Regions from separate parts of the Zea mays genome. Here region 1 is linked to region 2. Evidence: chromatin contacts called from public Hi-C data. All regions are on one chromosome and are shown on one strand. Each heading gives the region's core, a stretch centred on a gene start, on an enhancer-like site or on the middle of the called end of the contact. The rest is flanking DNA. Distances are from core to core; before and after follow the strand shown.

The links. A called contact is a pair of places that touch in the nucleus more often than the background predicts.
Region 1: a contact with region 2 is called in a Hi-C map of ear, with 2.4 times the contacts expected there. The contact joins the promoter of LOC100383520 here to the promoter of LOC100278550 in region 2. A contact is called at or near these places in 3 of 25 Hi-C or Micro-C datasets (bundle sheath, ear and tassel).

What each region holds. Positions count from the first base shown.
Region 1 is chr4:199,299,312-199,304,659 of Zm-B73-REFERENCE-NAM-5.0, reverse strand. LOC100383520 (Glycine--tRNA ligase mitochondrial 1) reads right to left here and starts at 3,265. Exons shown (of 9, transcript NM_001176168.1): 1 at 2,805-3,265; 2 at 1,874-2,256; 3 at 1,672-1,789; 4 at 1,182-1,376; 5 at 834-1,058; 6 at 580-639; 7 at 245-325; 8 at 1-139. The coding sequence starts at 3,179.
Region 2 is chr4:198,982,780-198,988,743 of Zm-B73-REFERENCE-NAM-5.0, reverse strand. It overlaps LOC100278550, which reads right to left and starts at 3,203. Exons shown (of 4, transcript NM_001371713.1): 1 at 2,878-3,203; 2 at 2,039-2,163; 3 at 1,504-1,656; 4 at 968-1,413. The coding sequence starts at 3,189. The coding sequence ends at 1,227.

The DNA.
Region 1 (5,348 bases), core at 2,016-4,515, 320 kb before region 2:
CCAGCTTCTTCTCCATGCTGATTGATACCATCTTCTTTGTAATCACCACGTCTTTTCCAAGTGTGCAGACTTTAAAATTTGTCTCCCCCTTGGTCTCTAGTTCAGCTTTCATCTCAAATGCTTCCTTCTCACTCATAGCCTGCCATATGGTGATAGCAACAGAATAAATTAGTTTATTCAGGGAAAGGAAACATCAGAAAAGATAGCAGACACATAAAACAAGGACAATGACAATACTTGTTACCTCCAATGCTTCCAGGACCATCTTTTGGTTGCCCTTAAAAGCCAGCCCCAGGTCTTTCTTCGAGGGAACTATGACAAGTTTCTGCAATGATAAATATCACCAAACATATAAGCACATGTTAATGCCATAAATAACAATTTCAATTTGAAGGATAAAGGGAAAATCTATGTAATAGGGCACTCAGAACGGTAGTGAACTTGGACCATACTTTTTTGTAATATTTATTTGAACTTGAACCGTGTACTTCAATGGGTAAGCAAACACTGTCATGTATTTAACATGAAAACTAACATATAACTACTGAAGAAACTGGAAGAGTAGATATGACATCTCACCTCAACCTCTCTAGGCTTGGAGAATTTTTCATGAGCAACAAGTGGGACACCGCTTTTGTCCTGTGAGATAGTAAGCAGAGAATCACGGCAATATTAGTAGCATATTTGCACACCAAACAGAGGACAACATACAAAATTCATTTACCAAGTGCAGTTACAACATGAGATGAGCAGTTTCAACTGCTGTAGCAATATAAGGACAAAAATATGTATCTGATAAATTATCTAGAGTGAAAAAGATGCAATAAGCTTACAGTGTGAGCTTTCAAATCATATGCAGATCTATCAGCAATACCCACACACTCTATCCACCCATACGAGCACTCTATCTCAGCATCCCAACAGTCAGCAGCATAATGAGCCATCTCATTAGGTAGATGCTGCCTGAAGCGCAACCGGCCCTTATCAATTCCCAAGCTTGTCAGGAAAAGATAGACCCTTCCAATGAAGTAACCAAGTGTCTCATTATTAACAGTTCCCTGTAAATAACAGTAGTGTAATAGTTTACAATTCTATCCAGGGTAAGAAAAAGCATATATAAACAAAAGAACAAAAGGAATGTATCAAACTGGAAAGAGAGAAAATTGCCAGCAATTGCTAACCTTTGAAACTGCTTCCCCAAGCTTCATTAGCTTGGCTGACTCCCCAGAGAGTTGCAGCTCTCTTGGAAACATCAGGAACTCCAAATCAGCAACATCAACAAATTTTGGATGTGATTTGTCCTCTGGGTCCACAAAATGCTCAATCTCTGCCAATGTGAATTCACGGACTCGGAGAAGTCCTTGTCGTGGCGAGATCTGATTGTCAAGTTCTAGACATAGTGAGTACTTGAAAAAAAGGAATATCTAAGCAACTATTGAATAGCCAATAACTGCTTTTTAGAAGCATGCTAACTATATAACAAGTAACAAATGTACTGTCAACTATCAGAATGCATAAATTATTCCAAGCATATTAACAAAAACAAAGCTAGTGTAGAACATTTATTATTTCAAGAACAAAGTACGAGGCACTGAACAAGCAGTGACTGAATCATGCCATAATTGAGTAAAATGGGGTAGCCATTTAGAAATGTGGCAAAAAAACACAAACCTCATTTCTAAAAGCTTGCCCAATTTGAGCAGCTGCAAAAGGGAGCTTTTGGCCATTGTAATAGTACAGATCCTTGAAGTTTACAAAAATACCCTGTGCGGTCTCTGGTCGCATATACCTATTTCCGCCACACAAAATTGAACCTTTTTAGCCAATCAACACAAAAGGAACATAACCACAGAGAGAATGGAGATATTCTCACCCCACGCTAAGACCAGTGGGGCCAATAGATGTCTGGAACATAAGATTGAATGGGTAGGGATCAGAAAGTGGATTCTTTGTATCAGGGGCAACAATGCCGTATTCCTTAATCTTTGCACCAAGTTCCTCTGCTGAGAGGTCATCCAAAATAGCAAGAATACGCTTAAATTCATCAGCCTTCTCTTGGGGCAAGGCAAGGTCTTTCTCAAGCTTCTCCTTGCAAAAATCTTTCAACAAGTGGTCAGCACGGTAGCATGTGCCTGTCTTCTCGTCTTTAACCATGAGGTCAGTAAACTTCTCAACATGGCCTGATGCCTTCAAGACAACCTCAGGCGTCACACAGGGGCAGTCAACCTCCAACATGTTCTCTTCCAAAACAAAGTGCTGGAGAGAAATTAAATATATCAGTAATCTTATCTTAGCAAAGGAAAAGTACAACATGATGAATCTCAACTACAAGAAATAACTAAAATGTAGTCAGTTCCGACCAAAAAAAACTAGTAAGTCACAACACAAACTGCACCAAAGAAGGATAAAAATTATATTTTTTTCCCCGCGGCACATTTTCCAATTAGCACTTACTAATTGACATAAGACCAGTTTTGATAAGATAAATGTCAATGTACAACTAAAGAGCGGAAAACATTTTTGTTATCAGCTGACAGAACAATGCATACAAACTTGAAAAGGGACCAGTGTATAACTCCTGTCCTAACAGAAAATCGTTATCATGATCCAGATCATAGATACAAATCCCAGAGGAAAACAAAATTATACACATCAATCAATTAACGAATAAAACAACAACTTTTCCGCATATGAAGGCCACACATGTCACAATCGCTGACGTGCAGCGACCACGCACAACAGCTAAGACGAAACTACAGGCGAAAACAAATCCAAAGCATTCAGAGACAGATCGCGGGCATCACCTGACGCCAGAAGGAAAGCACGTTGGCCTTAACGCGGCACCCGGGCGGCCCGTAGTCGTAGAGCCCCGCGACACCGCGGTAGATCTTGAAGGAAGGTATGTAGAACAGCTTCCGCTCCAGCGTGTTCACCACCGCCTGCCGCAGCTCCTCCCTCGCGGCGCCACCCGCGCCCGCCCCGACCGCCTGCTGCAACCTGCGCGCGGCGGCGCCGGCCTCAACCTTAAGTGCCTTCAGCGCCTCGACCGCAGCGTCCACGTCGGCCTTGGACGCGCCGCCGCCGGCCTTGAGCGCGCGCACGGCCTCGGCTTGCGCGTCCACGGCGGCCTTGCGAGCCGCGAGCGCGCGCCGCAACGCGTCCTCTGACGGCGCGGCCATGGGGGTGGCGACGGCAGTGGTGTGGTGCCGGCGGCGCGCGGCGGCGGCGGCTAGGGTTGCGACGGGCTGGGTTCTGGGTTTAGGAGTGGAGCGGGAGAGTGAGGAGAAGATTAGCTGGGGGCGGAATCGCATAAAGACCATTGATGAATGCTGCCGCGGCAACGAAACCGACACGCACAAAGAATCAAAGATCGTTGAGGAATCGCGTTTTGATTTAATTTTATTTGAAAAGTGTCCATGGACTTTTGATCCTTTACAAAGGTTTCACGAACTTCTTTACTCGCTCGATGGAAGTCCATATAAGTTGTTCGAAATATTTTAATTTTAATTTAACTGTAAATAAAAAACTTTTATAGATTGAAAACGTCAAGTAACAACTATATATCTGTTATAAAAACATTTTCCCAATATATATTCTTTGATTTAATAAGATAATATACATTGCTATAGACAATAGGACGTATTGAAGGTTATGTTATTTCGCTAGTCATGATCATTGTATGGTTCTAAATCTTAAACTAAACTAGTAGGGTGTTCGTGCATTGCAACGGAACCGAATTATAATACGATAACTTACATGTCTCTGTTGTATGTTATATATATGTGTCCGTGCGTTGCGACGAAAGTAAAAGATTTGTATGAAACATTAATACGGAACGACAAACATCACTATAATATGCAAAATCCGTGTGGAAAACATTATCAATATCACACTAATCAGCTAATCCTTTTTAGCGATATCGATAAGTCTCTGTTGTATGTTTGCAGGGATGGCATAACGGCACGAATTATCCTCATAACTTAACAGATCAATCACAAAGTTCCTTCGAACAATCTTTGCATCCTACAGATAAAGACATAAGAGAACAAAACATATTATCTTATAAAAAGAGATAGCTGGAATATATGTTTTGAACATAGAATGAACGTACTACACTTACCCCCAACAAATTTCATTCGTCTGTCATTCCCCCACATGGCCATAGCTTATAGAACGAGATAGCTGGTATTAAACCTATAATATAATGTTTGGGCAACTATGTTTTATACAATGATTATCATAGAAAAAAATTAAATTGCTTAGAAGGTGGTACGAAGAAAATACTCTCTTAAGTCAATTGGAACACCAGTCTGAATTGTATGTTCCCACTTAAAGATATCCTTCGCCCATCCAGAACGTTTCTTGCTGTAAGCAATCTTATATTTCTTTGAGGCCATGATAATCGCTTCCGCAAACCTCTTGTATGGCATGTGTTTACACCAATCTTGAGTCGGTGTAAAGTCGATAAAAGTCACATGCTTTTTAACATGATCTATTACGAAAAGGGCGTGACATCCGTTGAATTTCCATGGCATAAGAACCTGCAAAATATCAGTCATTAGGATTGCAAAGAAGTGTCCTTTATAAATACATTTGAAATGAACACATACTTACATATCTACAACACGTGATATAATAATTCATTGATGGCCAACAATCGAGTGTTTTGGCTAACTCTTCTGTTGTATGGTCCTGATGGTACTTTGGAAGTTTATCAAAGCCAACCCTTCTCTGGACAGTATATATACATGTCCACATGAGGATTAGATGTAGATACTATATATTAATACATTAATGATTGGAAACAAACTTACCCAGAAACGCATGTCCATATAATGCTTTCTATTAATTATGATTTCTCCTTTCGGCCTACGTGACTCTTTATTGGCAAGCAGCCGAACAGCCATGCCAAAGCATCTTAGAGCCATATCTTGATTTATCGTTAATATGTTTTGCAGGTCTTTGACAGAGATTTCTATCTTAAAAGGATTGAAACTTCGCACCCATGTCATCCTGTAATGTATCATGACGAAAGTCTATACCAAGAATCTAAGTAGTTGATATACATAAAATAGATAAATCAATGAGCACTTACTCTAGTGTCGTATCGTCTTCTATTGCCATGATATAATCACATAAAACATCTATTGAATCGGCTTTGGTCACTGGCATGTCCTTTGTGGAAAGACCAACCATTAAAAAGTCATTGGTGCACCCATCGTTAGAGACTTTTACAGGAGCTCTTTTATCCCAATCATCAACAAACCACTTTTGCAAGTCTGCTTGAGTAATAGGGCCTTCCTCATCTTCATACACTACTTCGCTATCATGAAGCACGTGGAGTAGTT
Region 2 (5,964 bases), core at 1,954-4,453:
TAAAAGAAAATAAATTGGCATGCATAGAAACCAAAAAATCTGATTTAAATGGTTAATTTTGTCCATAAAATAGGATATCTTCAACAGCCATGTAGCTAGGCTCGTTGGAACTAGATTATGACATATACTGATACTAATTATGCTACATGGTTTAGATATTTATGTAGTGTGGTACACCGCTAAAAATATTTTGTTTCCTGCTGCATGCGCATAAATTTAGGATAGTAAGAATGTGCGTTGAAAGAAAATGGATTGGCATGCATGAAAACAAAAAATCTGATTTAAATGTTTTATTTCGTCCATAAAAATAGGATCTCTACAATAGTCATGCAGCTATACTCGTTACAAACAGTTTATGATATATACTAATATTAATTATGCTGCACGGTGAATGTATTTCTGCATTACGGTACACTACTTAAAAATTGGCATGCGAGTCACTGTTTGGACGCATCTCCATGTTCGATCGTAAAAACCTTCAGTTTTGAGTGTAAAACCTCTCAGTTTTGATCATAAATACCGAGCTAATGTAAATGTTAGAAACCCCATATACACAATGGGCTAGGTAACGAGATAATACATACAAATCTATAAACGTTTGCATAAAATGTGAATAGAAATATCATAAACAGACAATAGATGTAAGGGTAACCATTGACTGAAATATATGTCGTAAACATCTATTGACGTTGGCATAAATATGTATACAGGGTAGCATAAAAACACGTCGTCGCTCACGCCCTAAGGAGGTCGTTGCCGCAGCTCGCCCCTAGGGAAGTCCACCACTGCCGATCCCATCTTAGTTGTGTTGCCTGTGACGGTGCAGCGTCCGTCCGCCAACCGCGAACTCGTCGTCCGCTCGCCGCAGACCCCTTGAGTGATCGGCTGGTGTCCAATTGGAACTCCAATGTGCAGTGGTCAGACTTCCAGTTACTTCTTTCTCTCCTAAAAAGGTTTTAGTATTTTCATGCTCAAAAAGGTGTTTCTCATCAGCTTTTTATAAAGTCATTAGTTTGAGTTCATACATTAACTATCCTCATACGGGCAACACTTACAATAATCAAATCCCGTATGAAGATCACTTCTTTTTTTCCTTTAAGCCAAGGTACAGATTTGCCCGTCCAATTTGCATTTCCTCACCTGGGTTACGCTTACGCAGTTTCCGTTGCAGCAAAGACTCGTCTCCACTCGATTGTTCACTCACAGATAGAGTATGAAACTCCCAGTCATGTCTCAAAGATGCCCTTCACATAGACCATCCCCTTCTCGCTGAACTTGAGGTCCTTCCTCATCTGCTCAACCTGGACGTCATCGCCCTGCACAAGGATCTCGGACACGTTCCCGTCATCGGATAGGATCATCTTGACCTTGATCTCTTCTTTCCTTGACGCTTTCGTCCAGTAGTACGCTCCCCTGGGACCTCATCATGAAGGGTCAGTTACTGCATTTGTACTGGAAGAATTCATTCTGAATTGCTGGGAGTTGAGTAGCAGAGAGACATACGCCAAGGGGCTCAGGGTCATGAGCCAGAACCAGTTGTTGCCACCTTCTGGGACAGCGATTGATAGAACAAGCCCGACACTCCCGAGGCTAATGCAGGTGCAGAAGGTTAGCAGCGCCGCCTGGCCTCTGTTTGGTATCATTGTGCCCTCGAATCTGGTTCAGAAGCACGATATACCTCAGCTCAGGGTACAAGGTATTCCCATCCCATGTGGAAGAAAAATTCATGAGCTTGTGCTAAGTGGCTACACTACTACCGTACAGCTACTAATCAATAGATCAGACAATAAACGGCATTTAAAATACAAGTCCTATCACGATGAAAACAGATTTGGGTGTTTGGATAACACCCAATTACTGTGTGTGCAATATATGGGGGTTGATGCGGAACTTAAGAGTGTTAGCTTGGCAGTAGAATCAGGAAGCAAACAACATAGCTAAAGCTAAGCTAAGTAGAGTTTTGTTTTTGAAGAGAAGAAAGCATATGTAGCCTCGCTGCAGGACACACGAAGCCAGCTACAGCTAGCACGCAACTTACGTGATGACCTCCCCGCGGTCTGAGACGGTGAAGTTATTGCGAGTGAAGAACGACAGGATCTCTCCAGCCACCTGATTTGGCGCCATCGACTGCCCTTCGTCTTTGACAAATGTCTTTTGCACAATCTGCATCCACAGATTTGGCATTCATACATGACAAACAGTGCTGCTGAATTTGGCCAAGATTTAAAAATAGGTTCAAGAAACCCACATAAACGGACCTCTGAATAGTCTACTCACTATGAGACTGATGTGCTGTGATTAAAAAAAACAACTTTTGCATCAAGAGGACGACTAATAAAATTAATTTAATTACCCAATGCAGTGCAGTCCCTACCAGACGTGGTGGTGGCATCATGGACCATGCAAATCGAATAAGAAAAGAAGGGTATCATCTTTTGCCGACACCGCAAGTCCACTCCACTACCCACCCACATCACACAGCACTAGCTAGTGCACTACCCGTCTCTTCTCGAAAAGAAGGAAGAACGAAACCTGCTTCAAAGCTAATCACAGAAGCTCTCAAACCCGTGTGTACGCTCATTGGGACAGCTCATCCAGGAGCCAGAATTACCCGATTCTGTAGGCACGGGCACAGGTGCATCTACTCCGAATTACTGTACGCGGACGAGCAAGTGTGGCACGAACACAGCGCACCCAGGCGCGCGTGCGGTGCGCGCCCTGCTCACACGGCACTCGTGCGTGCACGTGTGCTCGCTGGGACCGGAGCAGCAACGTACGAGCGCGCGTGCAGGAGAGAGCAAAGATGGAAGCAAGCAGCCGACAACAAGGACGACGGGACGGAAGAAGGGAGAGGGGGCGCAGGGATGGGTCCGGGACCTTGGACTTGACGGAGCGCTTGATGAGGGACCACAGCCCCGGAACGGAGAGAACGAAGAGTCCCAGAGACGTGTAGTAGCTCGCCTGCGAGTAACCTGTCCCGCCGTTGGCCACCGCGGCCGCGGTGTCGAGGAGGACCGCGGCGCGGTCCAGCGACGCGCGCGCCGGGGCGGCACGGACTCGTCGTCTCCGCGGAACGGATCGACACCAGGGGTTCGCCGTGGCCGGCGCTGCGCCCCGCGGTGCTGGCGGCTGGGCGCGGAGCGGGAGGAGGAGGAGGCGCCTCGCAGCCACGGCGGTGGTGGCGTCCATTTTGGGCTGGGGATAAGGGCCGCAGGGATGGGAAAGCGGGGAAGTCTGTATGTTCATAATTGGCGGGGCCCATGTGTAAGTGGGAGCGGTGCTTTTGTCCTCAGTCCTCACGCTCGAGTATAGATGGGCAGATGGCCAAACTTGTGGAATGGCACATCTTTTCTTGTCTGCCATATAAATTACCCGTTTTACGGTCCAACAGTCGTCATTTTTGCAAAACCCACCTTATATTTTTAATTAACCTACGGTCCAAGTCTTACATCTCTGCCATTTTTCACGAATCAGTCCAAAGCAACCGAGATCAGGACTTGCGAGGAGGCATGACACAGACAACGAAGGACCCATAAAACCTGACCTCGTCGCCTCCGTACCCACCATATGCTTCTATACGGTGCAATGTACGATGTTATATTTGCATATCCACTACCACATAAAACTTTCCTTCTAGCACACTAAATCCTTTGCTAATAGCATATCGAAGCACCCTGCATCTGATGTTGACCCTTCCATCCACATGAAACAAATGTGAAATTAAGATCAAAGTCACAGACTACCGTAACATTGTGTGAAAGAGTTCCTTTCATATTTCTATATGGGGGATTCTTGCTAATAGTGATGGGCACATGCGTGCCATCAATGGTACCAAGGCAATTATGCATGTAAGGAAAGAAAATATGGAAAGATGTTGAGGATATGTGGTAATTAACATTTGCTAATTATGTTTGTAGTTGCAGTTCACCTGAAAAAGGGCATGAACATAAAATATGTTGCAGTCCGTATAAGTTTGCACTAAGCTAGGAAGCTTCTCGAATCATTGAGTTAGTGTGCGAACTATCTAAAAAAACTCCATATATTTTTCGATGGATAGTCCTTCCACTATGTTAAAAAGACGTATGTAGCATTTGGTTACTGGCGTTGTGGGAGATAATATACATGAACATCCCAAGTTGCTCCTCAACGGTAACTCCTCACGTGTCACGTAGTAAATTCCCTCTTCTAAGAAAATTTTTTACGTGGCTTTAAATAGTTTTGGGCTTTTGGCTCCATTATGAACTCATATTTGTACTAGCTCTCATGCCCTTCAAGGATTTCTTTAACCTTTTTAGCACTGACGAGGGAGGATGTGTCGATGGACCTTTTTGTCTTCTAAGAAGTATGCGATTATAGCACGGAGAATAACATAGAATAGTCCATCATTGTCTTCTTCCTCCTCCAGCAAAAATTGCATAACGCGTTCCTCCCAAGAACCCATTATCTAGAAAAATAAAATTTAATCATGCTCGGCAACCTCCAACTGTCATCTTTGGCAGACAACGACGATAAGGCCTCCACAACCTCTGTTTTGGTCTAGCACCACAAAGATGATGCCTCCCACCCTCCATAATCCATCCACCACCTTCGTCCACCCCATCTATTCTCTAGAACCATCACCTATGCCCGCCCTAAGCCACCTCCACATGCGTCCCCGCTCCCTCTGTCATTGATGCCAAACCCACCCCACCACCTCCTTCTAGCTCGTGTTCGTCATCGTCCAAGAAGGTGTGGGAATAGAGGAAATAAACCCTATCAAAACCAAGAAGGTGCGGGAAGAGGTGCTGGAGTTACCTGGAGAAAATCATCAGCGGAAGCGTGGTGATAATGAGATTGCACCAGGTGCGATGGTAGCACCATCAACCACACGAGACGAGAGGAGGGACGCAAGTTGAGAAGAGACGGGTCGAGGATAGTCGCCTGATGTCTGAATTTCGAGCATGTTTTCACGTGGAAGCTACGCTTGGGTAGGTACCCCTGTGGAACCACCGTCCAAACAGGCCAGAGTGGTGCACTGTGATGGCTTCCTGTGTGGGCCACCGACACAAGGAAAAGATCAGGTTCCCCACGAGGAACTGGGCTGCCAAACTAGCCCTACATGATTAATAATTGTCCCATGCTCCTCTTCTACCTCCTACAACTAACCCAGCAGAACCCTCTACTTATGTACATCATCCAACTCCCTATGATGCTCCTTCGGATGCTCATTTGATGACACCTGAAGCCTATTCACCTCCCATGTCCTTTACCTGCCTCGACTGCTCCAGGTACGGTAACAACAACTCAATATGGTTATGGAAGTGGATATGAACCATATCATCCACATCCTTCTGCATGTCGGTATGTGCAAGTGCCACTTTCATGTTCTCTCTATGTTTAATACCCTATGCCAAGGCATGTCCCTGGGTCCCGTTTATCCCGATCCCTATTACATTTGTCACGATAATAGAGTATCGTGTGTATCCAAAAGAATTCATGGAGTGGGGACAGCGAGGGTTGTAGGCTAGAGGCTCATTGAATTCAAGGTCCTACTAAGGGCCCCTTTGGAACGCAGGAGTTTCATAAGAATCAAGGGGTCTTTTGGATTGTAGGAAATTTGTTTGATTTTTGAAGGAACTCTATTCCACTAGTAGAAAAAGACTTAAAGCCTGCGGTGCGTTATATTTTTATAGGCGGATTTGGTTATCAACCGTCTGTGCTATTTTTAGTGGCGGTTTCTTAAGAAAACCACCACTAGAAATCGTATTTCTAGAGGCGGTTCCTTATGAAAATCGCATGTAGAAATCTATGATTTCTAGTGGCGGTTTTCTTAAGAAACCGCCTCTAGAAATACGATTTCTAGTGGCGGTTTTCTTAAGGAACCGCCACTAGAAATCATTTTTATCCTTAATTTTTCGAGTTTTTCAAACGACCTCGTATGATGAAACTATCAAAATAAAAGTTGTAGATCTCTAAAAATTATAA